Linked DNA regions of Mus musculus: region 2 is linked to region 1. The links are chromatin contacts, called in public Micro-C maps. All regions are on one chromosome and are shown on one strand. The core of a region is the stretch at or near the end of the contact, and the rest is flanking DNA. Distances in the headings are between cores, read along the strand shown. Region 1 overlaps Igf1r (insulin-like growth factor I receptor). Region 2 overlaps Igf1r (insulin-like growth factor I receptor).

Region 1 (5,363 bases), core at 920-3,419:
CAGTAGAGCTCAGTTACACCTAGCAAGGAGGCTTGCTAAATCACAAAGTGGTCCTAAAATCTGCATCTGAGAAATTCCACATGCTGATTTTGATGTTTCAGCTACCATTCTCTGAGACACAAGGAGACCCAGGAAAGACGTGATCCCACCTTGTTACTACCCCACCCCACCCCACCCCCCCTCCCCTCCCCTCCCCTCCCCTTCCCTGCCCTCCCCTCCTCTCTCTGCACCCACCAAGATCTGCAGTGTGACCCATGGAAAAACCTATGTGCATGTATATATTCCCTCCTTCCCTCTCTCCTTCCCTCCCTCCCTCCTTTCCCTCCCTCCCTCCCTCCCTCCCTCCCTCCCTCCTTTCCCTCCCCCCTCCATGTGTGTCCCATGCACTTGATTATGCAGGTACACATACCTGTGCCTGCACATAGAGGAAGCAGAGGATTGTCTTCTACTGTTTCCCACCTTATTGCCTTCAGAGAGGTTCTCAGTGAGCCCCAAACTTGCCATTTGGGCCAAGTTAGCTGGCCATGGAACTCCTGGACTCCACAACCTCCCCATTCTCCAATGTGAGGTTCCAGGTACATGCAGCCATACCTGTTTTTGTTGTTCTTATGTTTTGCTTTGACCCTACTGCTTGGGACTCTAACACAGGCAGGTCTCCATAATTGTATGGCAAGTGTTTTTTACCCACTGAGTCAGGAGCTGAGAAAAATAACCCATATCATATAGACAATGCAGAAAACACACAAAGACCAAGGGGGGCGAATCCACAGTCCTCCCACAGCAGCTGATTAGCCTGAGAGCACCATCCCAGAGCTCTGAGAAGAGGACCTCTCCCTGCTGTAAACTGTAACTAGCCAGGAAACCAGACAGGAGGGGGGAGAGTGTTATGGTAACAAGCACGAGTGATACTCCAGTTTGTCAGAGGAGAATTTCTGTGTCGAGTGTAAACAGACACAATTCATGTTAAGCCTTTTATCTTCATGTGTCAACGCAGACATGTTTACACTGTATATGTACATTTCTCTTTCACACAGACAAGACAGCCCGGCCACCTGACATAGTCAATAAGTGAGGGCAACGGCAGGAATGTAAGGGATTTCCATGACATGGGTGACTTTGAGAACAGAAATTAAAATAAAACAGTGTAATCTGAATGTGCAAATTGTTCTTTGCTGCCCGACAGAAGAGCTGTCTCACCATAGAAACAATCTAAAAATCTATGCCCACAAAAAAAAAAAAAAAAAAAAAATTGCAGCCCTGAACCCTGGGGACACTGAAACCAAGGCAAGGAATTTACAGAGACTGATGTGACGTTTTTTATCCTATCCTGCCAATTAAGAAGTGGGAAATTTACAGGGAATTAGTTCCAAGGCAAAAGAACACGCACGCGTGTCCCCTCCACGTAAGGCATCTGGAGACAAACAGATCTGTGCAGAACGAAGTGGGGCTCACTTCTGCACAAGGGCAGCTGTTTTTACAGATCGTCATAAAAACAACCTGGCCTGCTCAGAGATTTGACATGCCATTCTCGTCTTAACATACCCAGAAAGTCCAGGACTCAAGGTGCTTGTTCTTTAAAATAACACCCTTGGAAATGGTTCGAAACCTTTCTTATTATCTCCACTCCCTATGATTGGCATTTCATAAAAAAAACAGCATACAGGGCCCAGTCCCTGCCATGCCACACCTGGTGGGGGGGCCCAGAGAAGCAGTGTTCTGCCTCCCTATGAGGCATTCCCCAGGACTGAGCCTCAGCAGGGCATATGTCTTCATGTTCACCTTGTACTACGAACAGTGAACTATACTGCCAGAAGCTGGTGTTGGGACTGGGGGGGGGGGGTGTCGGGGTGTCTTTGAGGAGCAGCCAAGCCAGAACAAGCCCCCACTGAGTATGGGCCTGCAGAGAAACCCTGCAGAGATACACCCCTCCTTTCCTTTTCTTTCTCTGACTTGCGATTTTCTGCTCAGAAGCAGGCAGGCAAGCATTCTCCGTGAAGGTTGTCCCTCTGTCCTCCCATACCCACGCACGCTGGCTTTGGCTGTCAGACCGGTTACATCTTTCTGCTTACAGGCCACGTGCTCATGCTCACTCCTTCAGTGTCTTACTTCGCCCTACAAAGTTCCAGTATCCTTAAGTGACCTGAGCTTGTGTTGATGAACCAGTTACCGATATCTAGCTGATAGTCAGGGTGGAAACCACATTCACTCACATGTTCCTCCTACCCTAGGAAGTGGTTCTCCATGGTGTGTCAAGTTATAAGCCTTGGGCTAGGGGACCTAATTCAGTGGAACAGCCCTTGCCTGGCATGCACAGGACCCTGGGCTCCATCCCCATGTGTGGCTAATAATAATAATAAAAAAACATGTCTAAATATACATATAAAGTGTGTGTGTGTGTGTGTGTGTGTGTGTGTGTGTGTGTGTGTGTGCACGGTCATATACAAGCCTGTCTGAACCTCCTGAAGCATAGAGCTTCTGACTTGGTGACTGTTAGAGTGATCCTGAGTCCCCCACAGCCATACAGATGGACTGAAACCAGCCACTCTCACTCAAGGCCTCAAGTTTTTCTCATGGCTTAGATGCAGGTTTGGGACTAAATTTATTAATTCTTCCAATACAAATGTAAGCAATGCTTATTACAAGCTAAGTGCTACCCATATGCTGGGAACTCAGCAGTGACAACTTTAGACTTCGTGAAGTGGCCATCCTGGCAGAAATGAAAGCCCACCCACCCGTGACAAGGTTTTCTGTGCTTTCTGCAGTAACGACACAGAGGCACTGCCACGGGCTTGCTGCACACTCACACCGGGCTAAGGGCCCTCTATGTAGACAAATAAACTGCGAGATACGATAGAATACAAGTCTGAGATAACAGAGATAAAATCATTAAGCAGGTACTGAAATCTTAACCTAACCAAACCTCAGGAAGATAAGTCCCTGCAATTAGGCAGCTGATGTCAAGACTGTGGGGGACAGAGACAGACAACAGAAGCAAGTCAAAAGCAGGATGTGTGTGTGTGTGTGTGTGTGTGTGTGTGTGTGTGCGTGTGTGCGCGGGAGTTTGCCAGAAAGACACAGAGACAGAAACAGAGAAGAGGAAAAGAGAATGAGAACACAGGGAGAGGCAGGCCAGACCAGCAACAAGAGCACCCAGAAGACACTCAAGTTTAAGGGGGAAACTTGCATGGCAAGAGCCTCAACCTCTACAAGGCAATGGCAAGGAACCCACTGTAGGTGCTGAGGCACAAACCCTAGATAAATATGAAGTGTGAAACAGCAGTAACCAACCCAAAGTACATGGACCACACATCCATAGGTCTAGGAGAGTCCAGTGGGGTGGGAGGCAGGTTTGGCCACAGCCTTACCACAGTGCAAACACACAGGTGCAGAGACCCCAGGCAGAGACCCCACAAGAGTCCTGCACTGACTCACCAAGGAGATAAGTTCTAAACACGCGGCTGGCAAACTGGCAAACATACTGAAGTACCTAGGCGTCTGCACCCATCTCTCTGGATCAGGCAGAAGCCACAACACCACATGGAACTCACCATCTTTGCAAACTAAACTGTAACGTGTCACTATCTGGTATGACTGAAGGACAGAATGACACCCCCTACCACTGACCCCTACCTGTTGACTTTATGCATTTGTGGGTTGTTTTCCTAAACACGGGTCTATCTGAATGTCAACACTGCTCTTGCCTTGTAAAGTATCATGGAAAGGGGGATCCTATAGCTCCAACCTGCCCACTCCTACTACTCCTTCCTTCCCTGGTCTCCATCATCCTCACCTCACCTAGTCACGTGATGGCCTTTGTTATCTCCTGCAACTTCTGCATTGACTGCTTTGCTCTGTCACCTCCGGACAACCCACTTTTGAGTGGTACTGTTTTGCATTCTCCAATTATCTAGAGGATGGTGTGAACCCCTAATTTCTTCAGAGGCAAGCTGTACTCACTAAGACCAAACATTCTCAGAATTTAGGATTTCTCCACGAAATGGAGAAGGCTCCATTCACCAGGCCAAACAACCCACAAGCTCTGCTCCCAGCATCCTCCAGGAGAAGATATCTGAAACCAATGCCCACCTAGGTTCTCAGATCATCTCAACACCTTGTACATGAGCCCAAACATGAGAGTAATATCTCCTTACGTGCATCCTTGAACCATCATCAACCAAAGGCTGAACTGGAAGAAGCATACTGATGGAGAATCAAGTCATGGGCCATGGTCCACAAGCTAGCATAGACACCACAGCAGGTAAGGACTCTGTCTTGTATCTTTCCCTTCCCTGACAAAGTGGCTGTTTCCAAGATCACATGCTTTGTCTACAGAGCTACGTAAAACAATCTCATCACATCCCTGCTGACAGAATGAGGCAAGGAGAACTGCATTCCAATGGCTCAGTAACAGTCCGAAGTGCTGATTGACTAAGGGACAGTAGAAGAAGGGCCATGATGCTCCTTCTGAGTCATATCTACTTCAGCATTACTATCAGTAACATCACCAATAATGCTAATAAAATGTCCCTCTAATCAGGGACAAGTTTCCAGGGGAGATAGCAACTGCACCGGATGACAGAGTCAAGAACTAAAAAAGATCAACAGATTGGAACTGCAACAGAGAGGAAATAATATTATTTGGACATGGGTGCAAAAAAGAAATGTGCAAATGTAGGAGGTGTGAAAAAGACTTAGGCAACTTAATTAGATATAATTTCTGTATGTGATGATGGGGTGTTGTGCCTGCACCCCCAAAAAGTCAAGACAATCTTAGGTGATACCTAAGTGGTCCTTAGTAGAATAAGAGATGGCAGAAGAGACCCCCAAGTTCTGGGTTTGTTCCTGCCTCAATACTTTTGACAGGCAAGAAGGGGTGGAAACCAGAAAGCCTGTCACAAGGCACAGCTACAGATACTAAGCATGTCAGGACCCTAGGGAGGGCTGGTTGGGTCTCATGTGGCCTGCTGGGAAGAGCAGACCAAGGGTTTTAGCCAACACACACGGACAGACTCATTGTAAAGCATACTACACTCCCTTAAAGGTGATGAGCGTTTCTACGATGTAGCCCAGTTCTGAAACTTCATAAGCCTGACTGCATTGACACTGAGACTCTTGGGCTCTTATTTGCCTTGGTTTTAAGACTTATTTTTACTTTACATGTATGTATATATGAGAGCCTGTGTATTTATATGTACCACATATATGTCTGGTACCCAAAGAGGTCAGAAGACGGAGTCATATCCCCCTGGAACTGGAGTTACACATGGTTTGTGAGCTGTCTGGGGACCAAACCTGGGTCCTCTGCAAAAACAGTAAGGGCTCTTAACCGATGTGCCATCTTCAGCCCTTTATCTGCCTTGTTT
Region 2 (5,363 bases), core at 1,837-4,336, 91 kb before region 1:
CCATTTGTTTCAAAAGTTCTCTGCAGCTCACCAATTCTTCCAACAGATGGATTAGGAACTACACTCTAAATGTCTCAAATCACATACCACAATCAAAATTCTGTGGCTGTATGTGTGCCCCGACCCCTACCTCTCCCCGAGCCTCCCCTCCCCAGCCCAGGTTTAACCTGGAGTGCTTTCACCCCTGCATCAGTCTTGACGCTCATTCAGCAAGAAAATCACAGTCCTTCCTGCAAAGCTCCTGTGTTTCTCCTTCGACTCTATCCGGGCCTTCTGTTTCCTTCTGTAGTCCTCACATAGCCTCAGAGAGCTGGCGTGTGGAACAGCATTCAGAAATAGAAGACTCTCTTACAAAATCAAACAGCATTGGCCCAGCTGCCCATGTATGACATTCTAGCGCTTCAGTGAGGCAGGCTTTGTAAGATTCCTGCACATAAGCAATAATGTAATGGATGTGTGCACCAGGCTGTTTGTTTCCTTACTGTACTTACATCTCTTCCAATGATTAAATACAAGCCCTGCCTGGTTCGTTCATGGCTGTAGAATATAAATATGTTTCTGGGGCTCAAACATTTTAAATTACCTTCAAGTTTCTGAATCCGGCTTTTAAAAATCCTCAAAAAAACCCCAAAACAGCAGGAAGCCACTTTTTCATTGTGTTTCAAGTCAGCTACAATTAAAATATCATTAGCTCCATGACAAGCTAAAATGCAAACAAACAATTACCGACAGAACATTACATATTACATTTACTTCTCATTTTCATTAGTACAATTCCTATCTGGGAAAACATAAGGAGTCATGGGGTGGCAAAGTAAGACAGAGGAGCCAGGATTCTGAAGGAGTTGAACAACTCACGAAAGAGCACTAACACACAAGGAGAGACTTAACCGTTAGCAGGATCTCCCATTTGTGTCCATATCCAAGTGATGGACAGGGTTCTAGTGTCTCAGCCACCAAATGCCTGGCACCTGATGCCCACTTAAAAGCAACAATGAGAGTCTTCTGCCCTTGGTGGGTGAAAATGCTATAAACAAGTTTACTGAGAGACAGCCTAGGATCGGGACTCACGGTGCCAGGATGCCACAGGAACAGACACAATGCATTACATACAAGCACACACAGATGCCCAATCCTCTTTAACAAAACCAATTCTCATGTGCCAACAGGTTCCACGGCTTCAGACTTTGTAATAGTGCCCTGTATTACGAAGAAAATGGTGCGTTATTAATTAATGAAGATCTGTCGGTAACAGTTGAGAAGAAAGGCTTATATTTATTAAACTGAGATGTAAGCTTCAATTATTTGGAAAAAATCAACTCGAGGGGAAAAAAAAAAAGAAACCCAAAGCCTGTTTCAATGATGCTAAATAAATACAATACACATGCGCATGTTTGCACACACTGACGTACAACTGGATGCTAATTGAGATGTGAACTCAATGACTTCCATGGAGCTAGATTTAAAGTGTGTATACTGCTTACTCCACATCCACAAAGCAGCTGTTGGTCACAACGTCTCTGAAACCCTCCCAGTTCTTAACAATTCTGGCTCTCTTGATATCACCCCCAAAATCAAGTGAACACAGCTCTGCTCTTCAGTTCTCAGTCCCACCTCATCAGCCCTCTTCCACGCTACAGTGGGCTGACCTCTGCTGAGACCCCGACCGCTGGGCAATGCAGGGCCTTCTCCTTCTGCCCAGCTTTTCCACTCTGCATGTTTCACTTCCTCTCCTTGTATGACAGTGCTCTGCTGTAGGACCTCTGATAGCCAACAGAATCCTGGGCAAAAAGTACAAAGCTTAAAAACATCACCCAGCTTCAAAGTACACTGCAAAGGTGGAGCCAGGAGGATAATAGAGAGTTTAAGGCCAGCCTAGGCTATATGAGACACAGTCTCAAAAACAACTGTAAAAGTGCCCCAAAAGAAAGTTCTACAAGTGCATGTTTGTTACAATGCTACAGTAACCTAAAGAATATGGTACTGACAGAAAAACAGACACCTAGACTGGTTACAGAATAAACAGAGAAAAGAAAAAAAAAATCAACATATTTCCAATCAACCAGTATTTGATAAAAGCCCTGAGGATATGGATATGGATATCCATGTACGCACACACTCACTCACATACACACACACTTTTATAACCTATTCAAAGGCAAAACATTTATGACCAGAAATTACAAGACTACTTACAAGAAACCATAGGGGAAGTATTCATGAACTTGCTCTGTCAGTTGTAAGGGTTAGAACCTTGTATTAGAATCACCAGCCACATCCTGCTGTCAACTCATTCCAGCTATTCCAGCCCAGATGTTCACTCTAGGTTTTAGGAAGCATGGAACTAGAGAGATGGCTCAGTGGTTAAGAGCACTGACTGCCCTTCCTGAAGTCCTGAGTTCAATTCCCAGAAGCCAAATGGTGGCTCACAACCATCTGTAATGGGATCCAATGCTCTCTTCTGATGTTTCTGAAGACAGCAATAGTATACTCGAATACATAAAATAAGTAACTCTTAAGAAAACAGCAGCAGCAGCAGCATGCTAGAGTTCATATACACTGTCTGCCTACAGTTCACCCTGCTAGGACACTGGCAAGAATGGTGGGCATACACACTCACATTTTCCAGAAAGTTCAACTAGCCAGGAAGACTCAAGATTATCAAGTCGACATATCATTCCCTTTCAGACAGCCCGCACCTATAGTGAGATGGCTCACAACTACCCCACCATACACCCCACCTTTCCCACAAGAAAACCTAAGAACAACTTAGATGTGGCATTAAGGGCTTGAAAAGGTCAAAGCCAGGGTCACTTCTTCCACCAGCATCTAATATCTGTCTTACAGAATGGAGTCCTTAACTTGTGATTGAACAACTGTAAGTCTCTCTAACATACACATACATACACACAGACAGTGCTGGTAATAACATCTCATAGAGAATGCCCTTTCCCAAACACGTGGTCATGGACACAAACCAGACATCACTGCCTGAGCATGGCAAAGATGGTCAGCATCAGATCTGTGCCGTGAATGCCAGTGGTCTGTCTCCATGCCCAGGACGGTCTCTTTGTGAGGCAATGCGGCCCAGTGTTGGGCTCACTCAGGCAGCTGTAAGCAGGCTGCCGCTTCCTATGGGTGTTTGTTTTGACTTATGCTCAGGACAATGGCTGGTCTTTTTGTTCATCCCCTAGCAGGAAGTGGTGGTGGGGAGAGGACCAGCCCTTGTCACACACTTTCCAATTCAGATTTTAGTCGCCACAAAAAAAAAAAAATGGGGCCTTAAATGCTACAGATAAAGAAATGCCAGTGCAGGATAGGGAAGCAAGCCAAGAATGCAGGGTAAGAAGGCACATTCAGATCTGGGCAGGCCTCAGGGAGGTATCACCTTGCCAAAAGCACTCCACTCTTGTGGCTCCCAAAGGTCTGAAGGCTGAGTAAAGAGACTGCAAGGCTTCTCCTCTTAGATAGCACAGGGACAGAGGAGTAACCAAGATCCCAGGAGGTGACAAGGCCGCTCCCCTTCTTAATCAACCTTTCCTACTATTTCACCCAATTAAATTGAGCAAATGCTCAGAACACAAGCTTTAATGTTGAAGCCTAGTGTTTGAACACACTAAGTCCAGGAAGGAGTGGGGGGCGGGCGGGGGGGGGGGGCTAATCTGAACTGTCAAATAAACAAGTCATTTCCTTTAAAATAAAAGCCTGGACTGGATGGCTGCAAGTGAATGAATTGTATTACCCAACGGCTGGTGTAATGCAAGCCTTCTCCTCCCCCTTCTGGGCCTCATTCATAAAAAGACCAAGCAGCTGCAGGGACTGGGACTGGGTTTGTGGCCGCCGTATTTTCTAAGACAGATCGAAAACAAGCGAAACAAAGAGAAGTGCTCAGACACCAGCTCGGCCTCTGCGTCCTGTGCGAAGCTTGCAGGGGCCTCTGGGGCAGCTGGTCTCTTACTCAAGCCAAGCCCAGGCTACTCGGGCATTTCTCAGAGCTGCTTGCCTGTCTGGGCGGTTCTAACACTAACACGAACACCAACACCTACTGTGTTATTAAAGGAACTCCTATCTGCTGATACACTTTTCCTTCCCTGACATTTTATTAAAAAATTCTTAGAAAGACAGGGGCTGTCAGCTTATTACAGGTTGCCAAACTGCATTGAAGGAGACAATATATTTCCCAAAAGATACATTTTTAAAATATTGGCTGTTTTTATGTTGATATCACTACATCTAAACCTTCTACAGGCTGTTAAAAATCTGAGAAGCTAAGGAGTAATCTCAATTCTTAATTTTTTTTCCCCCTAATGGCAATCACCATGTTCCCTCTGGACTACAGATCCACCCCCAAAGCCCACGCTTATTTATATGGCAAACCCTCACAGCCTGGCTTTTGCTTCCTCCACAACCAGGGGAGGCTGTTGTTTTTTGTATGTATGTATGCATGTATGTATATATGTATGTATGTATTGACTAGGAAGTACCAAGCCCTAAGGATGGTCAGGAATTCCCATGGTTAATCAGTCTATCAATTAATTAAACCTAGTATTCTGTCCTACCTTGAAACAGGCCTAAATACAAATACCCATTTTCTGGATTCGTGTTAATGGAAGGAGACACGAGAGGGGGGGGAGGAGAGAGAGAGAGAGGGAAGAGAGGAGAGAGAGGAGAGAGAGGGAGAGAGAGGGAGAGAGAGGGGGGAGGGGGGGGGGAGAGAGAGAGAGAATGAGAATGAATGAATATGAATGAGTGTAGGAAAGCATGCTACATTTCCAGAACAGTCTACCTCTAACACCGCCAACCCACTCTGCCCCACAGTGCTGGGATCAAGTGGGCATGTTTCTCAAAGCATGGAGATTAACTCCTCAGCCCCATGTTTCTATCCTGACTGAAGGCCTAAGCAACAAGAAAGTAACCAGGAGATATCAAATAGATCTTGTAGAATACATGTCTGTGATTAAATTGCAATAATTCTATAACTTCTTCAAAGGCAAAAATATCAAGATAACGAGCTGAGGAAAAATAAAATAAACAAGTCTTACAGGAATTATGCCAGGTTTTATAAGGAACTAGACCAGAGCCTGAAGCAGTTTGGAGTTTTGTTTTGAAACTTGTCTCTGACCTGCTGGCTGTCCTTTAAGAGTGCTCGTGGAGACCTGTTGACTCTGTGGCCATGAACATACTTTCTAGGTAAAGGAAACAAGTACCTATGATGTTGTCTACGAATTACTCTTTGGATTCAGGCTCAGCAGATTTTAAAGCACAAATAACCTGAACTCCTGGTTAAACATCCTGTGTTAACGAGCAACACATTCCTTAAACAGTGTGGAGTGTGGCCACAGTCACCTGAAGATATAAAAACT

What was found. A called contact is a pair of places that touch in the nucleus more often than the background predicts.
Region 2: a contact with region 1 is called in a Micro-C map of the G1E-ER4 cell line. The contact joins two enhancer-like sites. A contact is called at or near these places in 3 of 484 Hi-C or Micro-C datasets (the G1E-ER4 cell line, cranial neural crest and embryonic fibroblasts) and 2 of 115 datasets of contacts at active chromatin or transcription factors (microglia and stem cell-derived neural progenitor cells).

Annotation. Positions count from the first base shown.
Region 1 is chr7:67,992,262-67,997,624 of GRCm38.p6, reverse strand. The region is part of intron 1 of Igf1r (insulin-like growth factor I receptor); the gene reads right to left. Among named protein-coding and RNA genes, the nearest start is that of Igf1r, 43 kb to the right of the region's middle. Within about 2 kb of position 2,169, at least 29 of the 459 cell types and tissues checked have an H3K27ac peak or open chromatin away from gene starts, as enhancers often do. A contact at or near this core is called in the G1E-ER4 cell line, where this site is marked.
Region 2 is chr7:68,084,019-68,089,381 of GRCm38.p6, reverse strand. All of the region lies in intron 2 of Igf1r (insulin-like growth factor I receptor), which reads right to left. Among named protein-coding and RNA genes, the nearest start is that of Gm51488, 50 kb to the left of the region's middle. Within about 2 kb of position 3,086, at least 160 of the 459 cell types and tissues checked have an H3K27ac peak or open chromatin away from gene starts, as enhancers often do. A contact at or near this core is called in the G1E-ER4 cell line, where this site is marked.